Regions from separate parts of the Danio rerio genome. Here region 2 is linked to region 1. A link is a contact called in public Micro-C data. All regions are on one chromosome and are shown on one strand. The core of a region is the stretch at or near the end of the contact, and the rest is flanking DNA. Distances in the headings are between cores, read along the strand shown.

What was found. A called contact is a pair of places that touch in the nucleus more often than the background predicts.
Region 2: a Micro-C map of caudal fin shows a contact between it and region 1, with 9 times the contacts expected there. The contact joins the enhancer-like site here to the promoter of ntmt1 in region 1. A contact is called at or near these places in 3 of 18 Hi-C or Micro-C datasets (caudal fin, embryo and hematopoietic stem cells).

Annotation. Positions count from the first base shown.
Region 1 is chr5:33,123,784-33,126,483 of GRCz12tu, forward strand. ntmt1 (N-terminal Xaa-Pro-Lys N-methyltransferase 1) reads right to left here and starts at 1,404. Exons shown (of 4, transcript NM_212898.1): 1 at 1,362-1,404.
Region 2 is chr5:33,487,274-33,490,000 of GRCz12tu, forward strand. lrsam1 (leucine rich repeat and sterile alpha motif containing 1) reads right to left here. Exons shown (of 24, transcript NM_001100004.1): 20 at 1,664-1,762; 21 at 1,451-1,582; 22 at 848-917; 23 at 587-753. Among named protein-coding and RNA genes, the nearest start is that of lrsam1, 14 kb to the right of the region's middle. Within about 2 kb of position 1,263, at least 4 of the 62 cell types and tissues checked have an H3K27ac peak or open chromatin away from gene starts, as enhancers often do. A contact at or near this core is called in caudal fin, where this site is marked.

The sequences.
Region 1 (2,700 bases), core at 154-2,653:
AGTATGTGTGATTGTCATGACGGGACAGTGTGGAGGAGAGAGAGGTGAGGTAAGATTTCGAGTCACGCACCAAGTCACCTGCAGTGTGTGTGAGTGAGAGAGTTTGGTGCTGTGCATCTCTCTCGCGCTCTGTGTGTGTACCACGCAGATCTCTAATACGAACAAGACAAACAGGTGACAGTGAACCTCAGGTCGCCTTACGTCATATTTTTTATTATTATGTACGGTAATACTGGATATCGGGGTAAAATAGAGAGGAGGTTTGACGGTATCAAAATTTGGATACCGCCCAAGCCTAAATATATATATATATATATATATATATATATATATATATATATATATATATATATATATATATATATATACACAGAATCAAATCTTAATATATAAAAATTCTTAAATCAAGAAGCATTTTCTAGACAAACAAAATGTCAAAATAAGTGAGTTTTACCTTAAAACAAGCTGAATTATCTGCAAGGTGTAAGCAAAGTAATATTGTTGTTCTTTTTGACATTAGGTTATTGTGCTTATTCCATTGGCAGATTATTTTGCTTGTTATAAAGAAAAACTCACTTAATTTTGAAATATTAATTCTTAAAACAAGACATTATGTTTTGCTTGTTTAGAAGATGCTTATTGATTTAGGATTTTTTTAACTAAAAACAAGCCAAAAAATTTAAGAAAAACTCTTTTTTTCGCAGTAAAGACTTTAAATACTGAGAAAATTTGTATATAGATTAAGAGCAAAAAATCAAGGCAGCCTACATTAATGCTAAATGCATAAATAAATTGACTGAAAACTCAATAAAATCATGAAACTGCTATACTTCAGTATTACAGCTAAACTTTTCCCCTTTTATGAGACCAAAAGGCAGCTTTCACACGTTGTCAGTTTCACACCTGAGTTCAGCTGTCAGGATGCATCACTTGACAGTGGACTGACAGACAGATGACTGCTAAAATAAGCCAGTACAATGTATAATGGCCTTACAAAAATAGAAGATTGAGTTAATGTAGAATATATCGATATCCGCAGCGCTAAAGAGATCACAGTCAGACTAAAAAGCAGATTTATAGTGAGTAGAGCATTAAGCGGTTAAACAAAGATGAAAGAGCAGAGTTACATTTGTATCTATCTTAGCCTTCAGTTCCGTTAACGTACTTACTAGATTTACTCGGTCAAACACGCTCCTACACGTGGTCCTCCTGTCTTTGAAGGTGTCTTGTCCTGTTTCTATATTTGGTGTTGACAAAAGTTACACGTGTTGACACACGGCCAGCTCTAAATCACACGCGTCCACTGAGACTCTCTGCGCTCTTTATGTCTTCAGTCATTCAGACTATGAACACTGACCTACCTTTGCTTTCGTGCTCTCGCTGACTGCCGCTTCTTGCAATCGCTCATGTCACGACTAAACTGTCGAAGAACTGCCCCATGAACAATACTCCAGCTCCCCTACTTCCCAAAAGTAGCAGAAGCCCCACATCCCACGTCATTTCCTTATTTGACCGCCGTGTTTCCCCTCAGTGAGTTGTTTTTATTTTGTCTCCATCTTGTGGCCGCATTTCAAGTTGGGTGTGTAGCTCAATCAATTGTATTTGCATAGTGTTCTTGAATTGTATTAAATGCGGTGTTTTAAGCAATGGTATGGCTGCATAAAGGAGTTAATTTCACTATTAGTGATTTAAAGCCCTTTCTTAAATATTCAAAGATTATACCCATATTTAAAGAGCTAGTTGGTGTTTCCCAGAGATGGGTTGCAGCTGGAAGGGCATCCGCTGCCTAAAACATATGCTGGATAAGTTGGCGGTTCATTCTGCTGTGGCAACCCCAGATTAAAAAAGGGACTAAGACGAAAAAAAAAAAGAATGAATATTATTTTCTGACTCTTAATTGTATTAATTGTATTACTGATTTTAATTGTGGTAATTGTAAAGTATTCATTTAAAGGGCACCTATGAGGAAAATCATCATTTGTAAGCTGTTTGGACAGGACTGTGTGTAGGTATATTGTGTTCACGGTCATATTGGAGTGATAGAAACAAATAAGTCTCTTTTTTATTTCCTGACACTAAAATAGGATCTAAATCCTTCCCATTTTGAGGTCCACCGTAATGTAAGAGTGCGGTTTCCCCTCACAACGGATTGATTGACAGCTGCATATTTACATGTCTCCGTAGTAACGTGTATCATCAAACAGTATCAACAAGACAGGAGGTGCACAAAGCACCTGGGATTAAAAGATCTGTTCAGCTCTCTGTGATCATCAATCATCATCAAATGTGATCAAAAATGAGTTTTACAAGTTTAAAACATTTTTAAAACAGTGCATGTTTGTAATAAATTACAGCGATTTTACTGTCTTTACTTTATCACCACAGTCGCATGTCAACACAATTATAAAAGAAGACGCTTTAATCCCATTTTGAGGCTGTTAAATCAGGTTTGTTTTGTGCATTAACATAACGGATATCTATACAGAAGTGTTTACTAACGTGAATCCTGTCACATTTACCATGCAAAAACAGTGCAAAGCTAAACATGCGCCCTGTGTGTGTCTGTGTGTGCGTGTGTCAACTTTGTAACAACATTTTGTGTGACTCATCGCTGCAGAAAGGCTTGAATTAACTCCACAACAAATACATCAAATAATCATTGGGAAAGTTCCGACTATAGTATTTCTCACAAACGTTACG
Region 2 (2,727 bases), core at 13-2,512, 360 kb after region 1:
CGACTGAACTATTGCAATACTGTGATTTTTTTCTGTTGTAGATTTGCTGCTTTGTGTGGGATTAATGTCTTGTTGCATGATCCAATTTTGGTTGAGCTTTAGCTGTTGGACAGGCATAGTGTTAACACACACCTGAAAGCTCTAGACCAACAAAAATTCTGCTGATGATCAGTTCAGGCAATTGATTAGCCCTTGACTAATTTTTGTTAACATTACATGTTGTTGTTCATCTGAGCATTTATTTTTCAACCTGCCAAAATTAGATTTTAATAACCTGATATGGAAAATTGGAATTCCAAAGAATGTCCTAACCCTTTTCACATGGCTAAACTAAAGCACTTTATATACTATACATACACAGTTGCTGCAAAGTAAGCAGTGTTAAATAAAATTGCGCTTAAATTTCTACCATAGACCAATGTTTGCTCAAGGGTGTCCAATGGCAGAAAATTGTATCTAATTTGTTATTATTATTATTATTATTATTATTATTGCAATTTTTTGGCCTGATTTTGTCTCACACCAGCTCTTTCTTCCAATTCAGTTAAAGTATATAAGCGCCTTGTAGTGTTGCTAAAGGCCTTACCTCAAGCTCCATGCAGACAACACACTCAGAGTTGAAGCGGTCAGGATTTGGGGTCGTGGGGGTTAGAGGTGCACTGGGGGTCAGTGGAGGAGTGAGCTGATGTGGAAGTGGAACACTCTGAGCGAATGGACCAGCTTCCTCCATCTCTTTCAGTGTTTTCGGCAAAGCTAAAGAGAAAAAGATGACAATGCTCTCAGTCACCGAACAGAATTCACAAATGTCACCTATTAAAAAATATGATGTCCTCAAGATGATTCTTACGATCAGACAGAGTTCGATCTCTGGCCCAGTGGAGAAGAGCTTTCTGCACGCCAACCTCGTTGATCCCCAACTGTAAAGATAGAGATTTTATGAAAGGAGATTATAATAAAACTGTGGCAATCAGTAGTTTGAGAAATTTATTCTGAAACCTTCAAAAATAATCCCCATTTAGAATTCTCTCCTGAATCAATTCTGAGCATAGTTTTAGCAGCAGATGGCGCTGTTTTCTTTATAAACTGCAGTACACTACTTACGTTCAAATTCCTTACAAATACCACTTGAACCAAAAATAATAATTAATAGATGACGTTTAAACGAATTACAGTTAAGAATTACAGTTAAACAAACGAGTTCACATTAATCTCGTGCCATTAAAGCCAACTGACATGACCGATGCACAAGTGCCCTTCTTTGTATCCAGTTAAAACCTCGCGTACAGCGCCATCTGCTGTTACAACACCTCAAAACCGATTCAAGAGAATAGAAATTGTCTTTTGAAAATCTCAAAATCCATTTCCCAATTTATTTTTGTACCACTGTTGTACAATATAACAGACATTAAACTCAGATATGATTTTGAAACATCCTGGAAAGTCGACGGACCTTCCTGAGGTCTTTGGCAGTCATTCTTCTTAAGGCCTCAGCAGTGATGCGGTGGTGAGCTATGATTGGCAGGTAGTGCTGAGCTGAGAGTTTGCACAGTAGATTCCCTAGATCTCTGTCTACCGCTGCTTCCTGAGGAGAAGTAAGAGGACAGCACAGTGTGAGTAATTTTAAGATTTAAACACAGCATCTCAAGGCCTGAGCGGATCTCACCTGCATGCGCAGAGACAGTGGTTTGGCATCCAGAAGCCTCTGATACTGGATCATCCAGTAGTTCTGCTGGTTGGATTCACTCTTCTTCTCAATCTCCATCTGAATCGCAAAGAAAAAAAATTATCAAAAAATATATAAAGGTCTGCTAAAATTTCTTTATACAGTTGAATACAAAACAAGATATTTAGAAGAATGTTCAGAGAAAAAGCAGCCATTGACACTCATGGTAGGAACAAAAAAAAATACTATGGAAGTGTCAATGTTTTTCAAACATTCTGCAGAATATCTTCTTTTGTGTTCAACAGAAGAAAGAATGTCAAACATCTGAAATAAGTGGCGGATGAGTAAATGAGAATTTTAATTTTCGGGTGAACTATCCCTTGAGAAAAATTAATTATATCTTATGTGATTAAAAACAGGGTTGTTTTAATAATATTTTGTTTTATGGACCAAAACTCATAAAGAACAGGACAAAAGTAAATGTGTTAGAGTCTTCTGCCCCACCACATCTGTCACATTCAGGAGGAGATACAGAGGGAAATATTTTACTCAATCTAGTTTTAGAGAAATGAAGAGGATGTGAAACTTTAAATTAGATTCATTTATGTCTCGAATTTATCAAACCTTTTTTATTCTCGAGATCTCCACAGGGCTTCTTACCAGATCTCATCAGCCACTTCTTCATTCAAATTCATGGCTCAAGCTTTCTTAAATGTGTTTAGTGCACATTGTAGCCCCAAAAGCACTGATATCACATAAAAACATTGATATCAGTTTGTCTAATGAAATGAATCTAATCATGTTTAATATATTGAGTCTTGTGTGTTGTTCTGTGCAAAGAAATAACATGTTCTTTTTATGAAATTTGTTATATATAGTTATATATATTGTCATCAGTAGTTTACAGAATAAAATCAAAATGAAATATAAATAAACGTCCAAGTAATGTCCAAGTAAAATGTCCAAGTGTGCTCTACAACAAAAAGAAATAAAAGGTTCCAAACTATTTTAAATAGATTAAATATATTTTATTGTAAAAATATTAAAAATCATTTGAATGCTTA